Linked DNA regions of Astyanax mexicanus: region 2 is linked to region 1. Evidence: chromatin contacts called from public Hi-C data. All regions are on one chromosome and are shown on one strand. The core of a region is the stretch at or near the end of the contact, and the rest is flanking DNA. Distances in the headings are between cores, read along the strand shown.

Region 1 (5,208 bases), core at 950-3,449:
TATTCTGAACCCACTCTAGATTTTGAAGAAACTAGAATATAAAACATGTTTTCAGTTATTTCACCTTTTTTTTTGTTAAGTACATAACTACACGTATATAATAAATTGCTTATTTTTTTGAATGAATTAGATTAAAGTTGGTTTAAATTAACTAAAGATGTACCTGTGTTGGTAGCTGCATCCTCTCTGCAGCCACTGTGAATCACAAGTCCTCCCTGGAAGAGCTGCAGGAAGCAGGGTGGTTCTTTACCTTGAGTGACCAGAACCTGAGCTCCTTCATGGTTCCCCAGCTCCACTGTCATCAGAGCGGACGTGCCCCGCCCACTCACGCTGGAGTGACGACCTTGCCAGAAGAAGCATGCAATGCGCTCTCTGCCCGGCCCTGATGCACTCACCTCACCCGGCTTTTGTCTTTTACCCACTTTACACACACAAACACACACACGAGAAAATAAACAATATTAATACATATTATATATTAAAGCTCTAAACTCTGCATAACAATTAATCCATTGAACTACACTACCCATCATGCTTCACTCACCGACACTAGTGATTGAGTACTTCCAGCGGATGACGTAGGTGTCGCCCTCGTGCAGCTGACCCACACTCTCTCTCGGAATCTCAAAGTCGTCAAACTCTCGGATGTGCCAGGCATCCACCGCCACCGTGGCTAACTCAGCCTGCCGTCCATCTTCAGAACGAACCAATCCGTAACCTCTCTGCACATCCACGCCCCCCAAGTTCATCTTCAGGGGGGTTTCTCCTCCATCCAGCAGGGCTCTCACATCACATGGCTTCAGCTCAGAGTCATGGGTAGGGGAGCAGGGCTGATGCACTGGACTCTGTGCATGAAGCGACAAAAAGTTAAAGTTTTTTTTTTTCCTATTTAACACAATTATATACTGCTAAAATCTACTGTAGACTACAATCAGCTGGAGAAAGGTTGAAACTGATTGAAGTTCCTGGGTTCAAGACTTGGACTATAGGGCTTGCTTTGCCGAACAGGTTAAAATTAATAAACAGTGTCTTTTTATTGTCATTAATAATGGTAGTCAGTCTAAATATATTTTAAACAAAAGTAATTATGGAGCATTTCTATTGGTCCAGTCATCATATAAAGTATAAATGCCAAAATCGGCACCAAACTTGTGAAAAGTTTGCAGATGACCAACTGGAAATATAAAAGGTCTTGTGTAGGAAAATCAATGTTCAGATAAGACTGATGTCTGGAGGAGTAAAGATAATACATTAAACCCAAGAACACTACACCAGTTTTTAAGCATGGTGGTGGAAGCAACATACTCTGACCTCAATAATGTTGATTGTGCCTAGGTCTCCATTGCAATTAAATTATTATTACTATTTTGAAATCAACTCTTACCTTCATCTCCTCGTTTACTTGCTCTTCCTTCAGTGGCTTGCGTTCAGCCCAGTCCAGGAACTTCTCTCTAAACAGAGCTGTTTCATTGTGTTCCGACAGCCTGCCAAACAGAGCCCAGCCTGGTCTGCCCTCACCCTGCCTGCTCACATGCACAGACAGACAAGAGAAAAGCACAGAAAAGTCAGAAAGAGAACATGACTGTACCTCAAGTTACCAGGTGGGGGCAGTATTAATCCAATGATGGGGATACCAATTAAACGGTTCATTTTCATTTAAATCTCTAAATGTACACACTGCTTTGGCAATATTGTAATGAAAGTAATAGAAACTGAAGAAAGATCTTTAAAAAGGCCTGTATAGTGTAATTAAAAGAATGTAGTTTTCTTTAGAGGAAAATGTTAAGACACCTCTACATATATTTCTACTAATAAAATGGGTAAAATGAGAATAAGGAGCAGCACATCACATGCAGATAATTAGATTGTGATTAAAGCGTATTTTGGAGAAGTTGGTCATGTTTAAACCTCATACTTATAGTTTGCTTTGACCTTTTATTTCCTCCATCTCTCAATATTATTTAAAGTAAGAGCAACTGTCCATATGTTTCAGTAGAAAAAAAGGTTTTCATCCTCAGTTTTAATAAGGCCATTGTGTGGACATAATGCAGTAAAGAAGGCTACAACAGTAAACCCAGTAGAAAAATGACTCACATAGGGATGTCCTTATTGGATGAGAAGGGGTCGAGGGGGTTGACCCTGCAGGTGGTGTAATCGTAGGCTCCACTCCAGAGCAGTTTGCCCAGCTGCATGACCACCTTCCTGTCACTCAGCGCCACATCCTTCCCCGTCCACACGTACACCTCGCTGCCAAAATCCAACACCAGCGCCTGACACAAGCACAAAGAGACATGTTTATCAATGGAAAAATATAAAAAAAGCTCAGTGTAAAATAAATGACATTTCATATTGTCACAGTCCAAAGAAAACTTCTTGACAAAAAAAGTTATAGGAGAAAGAAAAGACCATCTTAACTTTTAATAGAAGTCAATGTAAAAAGATTTTAGTAATTTCAGAGCATTTCCTTTGGTCCATTCATGGTGAAATTTTGACAATGTTTAGGACAAATTCTGTTAATTATTAATGTAGTTAACTAAAAATTAACAAAAATGAAGATAAGTTTTTCTTTAGAAATGTATGATGAAATGTAGATCACATACAGTGACAGGTATGAGTGCACTTTATTGATACAGTAATAACTATAGGGTTAAACACACCAACCTGCATCTACAGCTCTGAAAGAAAATAAGAGACCATTTCAGTTTTCATGCATCTTGGCTTTTTCACCTCCACCAGTCATGTACACTGTTTTTGGATAAACAGTTTTTTTGCACTTCTGATACAAAAATTAATGCAGTTCAGCTTGGTGGCTTGTGATCAACCATTTTCCTCTTGATTATATTCCAGACGTTTTCAATTTGTTAAAATGAAACATTTTGAAGTGGTTCTCTTGTTTTTTCCCCCAGAGCTGTATATGCAGACACATTGAACAGCTGAAAGCAGCATATAGATAGTAAAATCTAACCTCTTTGGAGTTGAGCATGGTCACACTGGGAATGGAGGCCCACACCTCCTCATAAGGCACAAGCTTATCCTCCACCAGCCTGTAAACACCATTAGACTCCACTATGGCACTTTCATACAGCTCGTCTTCTTCTGGTTCCCCAGCAGCTGCACAACACATTTAAACACACACGTTATAACAGACCTCTATAATCAGGATTTAAGCACAGGGGTCGTGTTAGTAATGGTTTATCACAATGGAATATTGATAACATGGTTGTGGGTTCAATACCAGGCTCTAGTTTTTTTTTTTTTTTCCCTAGTAAATTCACCCTTTTACACTATTACCTTACATATATCATCATTCCATCCATACTATCAAAAGAATAAAAGGCCTTAAGTATAAGCCTGCAATATTTTAAAAAACTGCAATATAATGCATTTTAAATGTTATATTAAATATATTAACTGAAACCCTAACAGTTAAGTAACACTGATATACTGCTAGTATAATATTATCTATTAAAAATCAAGACAGCTGGTATGGCTATTTTAAGGTATGCAAATATTTTTTATCTTCTTCACACAAAACAGTACGTCACACACAGTCAGACTGTGGTGAAAAATGTAAACTGCCCCATTCAGTGGCATTCTGTAAGTCGTCGGGTGTAAAAAAGCTACAAAGTGTCACCGTCCCCCACAGTCAGGGTCTGTCAAGCGACATCAACAGAAGGTTTACTAACCATGTGTAATGTCTGTTAATAGTTCAACATCTGTGCTCCATGTGCATATTGCACATGCTGTATTTGTGTGTGTTTATTCCCACACCTCTGTATTCAGTTTGTCCCCCGAGAAGATTCCAGAACTCCTTGGCGAAGCGGTTGTCTGTGTTGATGCCCTCCTCCAGCACGGTGACCTGTGGGGCCTTACAGCCAAGATCTCTCTTGGCCTGAACATACTGTGCCATCTCGGAGCCCTGAGACACACACACATGCACACGCGCGCGCACACATTTTCAGATGAGCGCTAATCTTAAACACTTTAGTGGTTTCTGATGTGTGGCACTGACCCAGTTGTAAAAGCAGTGAACCTTACAGAACAATAAAGGAACATTTGAGGCTGAAAGCATCACTCTTCACTTTAAACTGCTTTAAAGGGATAATTGGGTTGTAAATTCTACAAGCAGGCTGATACAACTATGACAGGAATGTTTTTTTTTTTTTACACAAAATATTTCCAAAGATATAATGTGGGAGGCTGAAATGTGTTAGTTCTGTGTTGTTGTGACAGGCCAAATGTCTTGTAGCAGGAGCTAGTATCGAGTCCCCTGACTTTTACAGTATCCCACAGAACTGACCTGCAGGATGTGTGTTTGGGGTCTCCTGCATTAACTGTGTAAATTACTTCTGCAAGAGTTGCTTGTAAGCACACAAGGACAGTTCTAGCTAAATGCAGCCAGTCACGATCATTACCATCATTAGTAATTCAAGCTACCTTGACTGGTCAGTGTCCACAAGAAAACACTTCACAACATATACAGTTGTGGGCACTTGGGCATTCCCAAGCCGTCCACTGAGTCAACACATTATTATCAATTTACATATTACTGCTATCACACTGCATGTCCTCTGGCATGTCAGTGTATAGTTGATAAAAGATGAACATATCTGTTTTATTTTACTTTATTTTAAGGTGTTACAACTGTTTTAGTGTAAAGGAAACTAACAATATTAAAGGTAGTAGACCTACATTTCTAATGTTGCCAACAAATAGTCATTAAAACAGCATTATTCCAATGAACTGGTGTCTAATTTTTAGCATGCATTTCTAAAATATTCCTTTAAAAACACATACTTGCTTCGATAGTTACAGTACAAATGGTTATTCAGAATCTACATTACCTCTGTAAAACTTAACCATTTCAATCTAAATATTCCTGATGAATATTTGAATTTCTTTACAATAAAACCTGCTATATAAAACCAAGCTTAAATAGCATCATGGATAACACGACTGTGGTTATTCAGGCTGTGTGAAAATACCTTGGCTTTCTCAATAACGTTGGCAAATTCTCCACACCAGAGGAAGCAGTGTTTAGGGGTGATCAGCAGAAAGCAGTCTCCACTGTTCAGAGAGGAGGCTGTCGGCTCCACCAGTCGCACTTGAACATGCCTACGTCCTGCATAAACACACACACACACAAATTTAACCACTAGAAGTAGACAGTAGCGTCATCCTGAGTTGTCACATATTCCATAAAGTGCT
Region 2 (5,208 bases), core at 777-3,276, 78 kb after region 1:
CTCAATGTCAGTGGGCCTCTAGTGAAAAAAAAATCTGGATTTTCATAGCCCCCTACTTGGGCCATGGGAAGTCAGGTCCCCTTTTTCCCCCCCACTACCACGCCCATGGCCATAGTGGCCAGGACACTTACAGATACAGGGGTAACTGCAGACTTGATGTCTTAGCATTTTTTTACAAACGTTCCACCAAATTGATGCTGCTGAGTGCCTGCACTGCCCCTTCAATCAGGTAAATATGTCTGGTAAATATTTCTAAGGCCATGCACAACTGAGGCACCAGTACTCTGGGCATTATGAGTATTCAAACACATAGTAAGCAGCAAAATATTTTACAAAAAAAAAAAGTGATCCAGTGTTTCTGTATAGCCCTGCTTTAGTTAGTTGTCTCTTGTTCATGCATATTCATACATGCAAACCTCTGATTGGCTAACAGCACTGCAGCAGAGAACATCTACCTTCCCCCCCACAGTCAATTTTTTAGCTCTAAAAAAGAGCCAATTTTCTTTCAGAGATACTGCCTTAGTTATAAAGATATAGCACTGAGTGCTAGGTAAATTTAACCCTTGAACTTTACTTGACTTCAGATACTCAGAATTACCAAGAGGTAAGAGTTGCGCTGCTGAGCGACGCTGCTCCTTCGCGGCATTGATAACGCTTCTTTAAGCTAAACTAATGCTACTATACTCTTGTCTCAGACTTAGTGATTTGGTGCTTGGGTAATTTCACCACGTCAAAGCACCGGTGTTCTGTTCTGTTCTGTGCTACCTTGTCAAAACTAGTGCTACCTAGTGTATATTTAATGCCTCTGTAAAATGTGGAATCCACAGGAGATCCCATGAAAATCTATAGTTACTTATACAAAATAGCTAACAGTAGCTAGCTGGTACAAACAGAGCTATAAGCTCTTTAGCTGACGAGACAGTGTCAGCTATGCTTCAGCCTGGGTTCAATACTAATACTAATTCACGGGCTGACGTAGACCCTTGTGCTTTTTCTGATTGACTCGTTTTTCTAAAGCTTTTCTTTTCTTAGCTGCAGGCAGACAGTCGAGATTGAAGAACAATTTTATGAAGTGTATGAAGGCAATATACCATAAAAAAGTAAAGGGTAAAAAAAAAAAGCAGAGTAAAGTTATGAACCACTATAAACTCAATTACAGTAAAGATGTACCCTTGCCAGCAGCACCTGAGTGACAGTCTGTTACCACCAATTAGTTATTCTTGTTTGAATGTGTGTGTGATGAAAATGAGGATCTTCATTCCGCATGACCTCACTGAGAAAGAAGCTGCGGTTTATAATATGAATACAGTCATACAAACTTCAGCACACACACACACATACTCTCTCTCACATGCAAAAAAAACAACATGACCAGACATAAGCTACAGCACCTGAGTCCCATCTCACATGTGTTTACATCAGAAGATCACAAGCCTTAGTGGTCAACCACTTCACACAGTCTTTACACATTACTGAAAGATGTTTAGAGAGAGAACACAGACAGTGGGTCTGGGGTGCACTGCTGAATACTGTACTGTAGGAAGTACTGCAGTTCAACAGTAACCTACAGCTAGTCTTGTTGGTGAGGTGGGGTTGGTAGGGTGGGGTGGGACAGACGTAACTTACCTGTTCAGGCTGTATTCAAATCTGGCGCACAGTTGCTGGTGAACTCCATGGAAGTGAAGGCGAACCGATTTCCCCTCTTTATCCAGGAGACTGCAGCACGGTTGTTTGTTTGTTTGTTTGCTCTACTAAAACTCCAAACACTAAACTTTCTCCCTCTCTCTGCTGTAAATAAAGCTACATTAGAACTAAGAGGCACGTGGAAAGATGGCAAAACTCTTTGTTTTTGGATTCAGAAGATCCGCGGAGAGGCGACTCATCTACCCGGGAGACAAACGAGCGACTGAATCAAACCCGAGACTGACGAGCCGTTCCAGAGAAGACTGAATAAAAGCCACAAACTTCCGTCAGACTCACACACACACGTAAACACGCCTGAGTGTGAGACTCTGGCCACTGCAAGCGGAGTGAAGTACAACGAACTCTACAGCGTACCGATTCTTTTGAGTCGGTTCATTTTGATTGAACACGACGAGTCGATTCACAAGTCCTAAAGAGACCCCAGGTTTACACGTCCAGTGCTTCTAAACTACAACAGCACTCTTCTTAAAATAACAATAATAAAATTAATTACAAAATTATATACAAAATATAACGTTACAGGACCAGTCTACAATGTGGACTGACCTCTTCTCATCCAATGTGTTTTCTTTCTTCTTTTTTTTACATTGTACAAATATGCAGAAACACGTTTTGCGAAATTAAACATTTTTTTAATATTAACAAAAAATGTCAAACAATTAAAAATTAAATTAAAATATCTGTTTTTAATGTTATATAACTCTAGATCTGATATGTGCATTTTACAAAGCCCATAAAGAAATATGTTGGAAAAATTAGAAGAAATAGTTTTAGGAGGAGACCTCCTTCTATATATATATATATATATATTCTTCCCTGCTATTTTAGGGGCCGTGTATAAATAGAAATCCTTACTTCTGGAAGGAAGGAAAATATAGGAAAATAATTGAAAGAATACTAGTTCTATTAGGTCTATTCATCAGGTAATTTTAAGTGTTAGGGTCAGCATGTGTGTTCAAATTATGTAGAAAAATAAAAATCGTCAAGTGTGTATACTTGTTATTCATTGGACAGCAATGATATATAAAGTTTTTCGATTCATTGACTTTGATATTTCGAATGAATCAGTTCGCCAAAACGAACTGATTCATGACACAACGAATCGAAGCCGCCAGGTCAGTTGGAGAGTTGAGGCCCCGCCCCTCGCTCGCTCAGCCCGCGTGCAGTTTGAACATTGTGAACTGAGTGACCGCCTTTAGAGAAGGACGGGCTCGCGACAGCCACGTCCACTGAACTGTGACTGTAGCAGACTGAGGGCGAAATTACTTTAACATAGTAATGTCTGTAAGTTTTAGGGAAAAGGCAAAAAGCTTTAGGCAAAAGATAAGCTAGAAAGTTAGCATTAGGAAAAATAGCTCATTAATATATGCCCTACCTATATGAACTACCCTTATATACTTTATTTATTTGTTTTCTTTGGGTTATTTTTTTTAGTTCCATACTGAACTACCTAAATGTTAAGAGAAACTGTAGGAGTTTGGAGAAAGTGGGAGTAGTAGTAGTTTTCCCAAACTTCCACAAACTGTGCCAATGAGCTGGCATTAGGCTACCATCTGCTGTTGTTTCAGGGGTAGTGCATGTATAAGCTATGGTAGCATGTCGTGTAAACACAGCATAACCGATAATCAAAGGTGTCGCTAGCCTTTTAGGAGGCTCAAACACCCCTAAAACGAGTTCCAGCACTCCTACAAGCAAAAGAAAGATGTGTTTGTTTTTTAAAACGGTATTTCGTCTCTGATAGGCTAAAAATGTTGTTTTTTAAAATGTTAGCTTCATTGTCTCTGAAAGTCTTAAAATGTTGTTTTTTAAAACGGTATTTGGTCTCTGCTAAGCTACACATCTTAAATCTAAGAAAGTAGATTATTAAACAGAAAATTAAGAATGACAAATGGTATCATCCACTTTCCGTGTTGGGTGTGCACACACAATCAGATTACCAGCCCAAGCCTAGGTAACTCAGACAGTCCACATTCTGTTTATGTCACCACTATTACCACTAACTAACCTTAACTAGTTTTCCATACACTTCAGGGAGACCTTCATCAGACAGTAGTATTAAACATTTTACATCAACAGATGGTAGCATAATGCTTAATATGCTTGATTTGATGAAAACATATTTACAGACATGTATAGTAGCTTTAATGTCATTTCCAGCTGCAGTCAAAACATAAACCAGTATCTTACAATTATGAATGTAGAGTGAACCAAAAAAGTTTGATGAGATGATATTTGGACTAACCTGAACTGAACAGATCCACAGAATGTGAATGTGAATTATTTAATTATATCAATAGGTGACTAAGAAACATATGGCTTGACATCTGCAATTATGGACAGTCCTTGTTATACTTACATTAATTTATTTGCCTTACATTAAAGAAAAAGTACAGACAACATGTCCTAAATCATTTATTCAAAATTAACATGGTTTTGAAGGATAAGAAAATTAGCTCTAAATATGTATGTCATGTTTCCATTCCAGCCATCACTACTGAGACTCCTGTTAACATCATCAACACCATTACATTTAACCTGGGAGTAAAATAAGATATCCAATTCTATGCATGTACAGAGGTGCCTAGAATAAGGTTTTAACAGCACAGTGTTCCAGTCCTTCACATTCAGTGGCAACCTCTCTTCTGAGGACTCACAACGTCTCCCTTACTTGAGCACCATGCCGACCTGTAACAGGGGAAGCAGTGTTTACATTTTTGCTTGATCCATTACTACTAGTTAAGTCTCTGTTTTTATACAAATATAAGCAAATGCAAACAAAATCAAGAATCAATCACGCTAATATTTGTAACAGTGTGGTCACCTTGTCTGGGTTTATTCTGGGGCACTTCCAGTTGTAGAGGTAGTAGTTCATACAGACATCTCCCTCAGTGAACCTCAGAGGTTCCAGAAAGCCCTTATTCCCCAGCACATCCAGAGCAGTGAACACATCAAATCCTCTCTGAAAGTTGATGGTAAGTATTATGTAAATTAAAAGGAATGAAAGTTGACAGTTTTCCTTTTTTCTTTACTATATCAAATAGAAAATATTAAATATTAATAGTTATAAATAGTTTAACACCCAATTACCTATTTTCAAACTTAGCTTAAGCAGTCTTGAGCAGTCAGAAAATAAAATGATAAATGTTACATTGACCCTTTCTGACCAGTTTAATAAATAACATAATGTCATACAGTGTCTTAAACCACATCATAGTTAATAATAATAACACTCTATTTGTGATTTCGTAAAGAAGATTTCCAGCCTAAGTGCCTGCTTTCAAACCTTTCAAATTCAAACATTTTAGTTTAGCCTTAACCATAAGAGCAGGTGTGAACAGTGCCCCGGATCAACTGAACCATGATCCTGTTGTCTAAACTGTGAAAACATTTTCCTAAACAGTTTGGACCTGTATTCACCAATTAAACAATAAAAGAAAAAAAAGGAACAAAACCACCATAAAAAAAACCCTTTTCTATAAAAATGGCAGAAAACAAAGCACAAAG

What was found. Hi-C and Micro-C count contacts between places; a contact is called where the count stands out from the background.
Region 2: a Hi-C map of muscle shows a contact between it and region 1, with 13 times the contacts expected there. The contact joins the promoter of svild here to the enhancer-like site in region 1. A contact is called at or near these places in 2 of 3 Hi-C or Micro-C datasets (both in muscle).

The regions. Positions count from the first base shown.
Region 1 is chr15:26,265,307-26,270,514 of AstMex3_surface, forward strand. svild (supervillin d) reads right to left here. Exons shown (of 28, transcript XM_022668856.2): 15 at 4,986-5,122; 16 at 3,772-3,919; 17 at 2,966-3,111; 18 at 2,095-2,270; 19 at 1,385-1,523; 20 at 545-845; 21 at 164-421. It overlaps LOC103046496 (a long non-coding RNA gene), which reads left to right. Exons shown (of 6, transcript XR_007424310.1): 6 at 1-118. Among protein-coding and RNA genes, the nearest start is that of LOC103046496, 71 kb to the left of the region's middle. Within about 2 kb of position 2,200, the one cell type or tissue checked has an H3K27ac peak away from gene starts, as active enhancers do.
Region 2 is chr15:26,343,771-26,348,978 of AstMex3_surface, forward strand. It overlaps svild (supervillin d), which reads right to left and starts at 2,027. Exons shown (of 28, transcript XM_022668856.2): 1 at 1,627-2,027. It overlaps nmt1b (N-myristoyltransferase 1b), which reads right to left. Exons shown (of 12, transcript XM_007234067.4): 11 at 4,526-4,663; 12 at 4,048-4,389. The coding sequence ends at 4,369.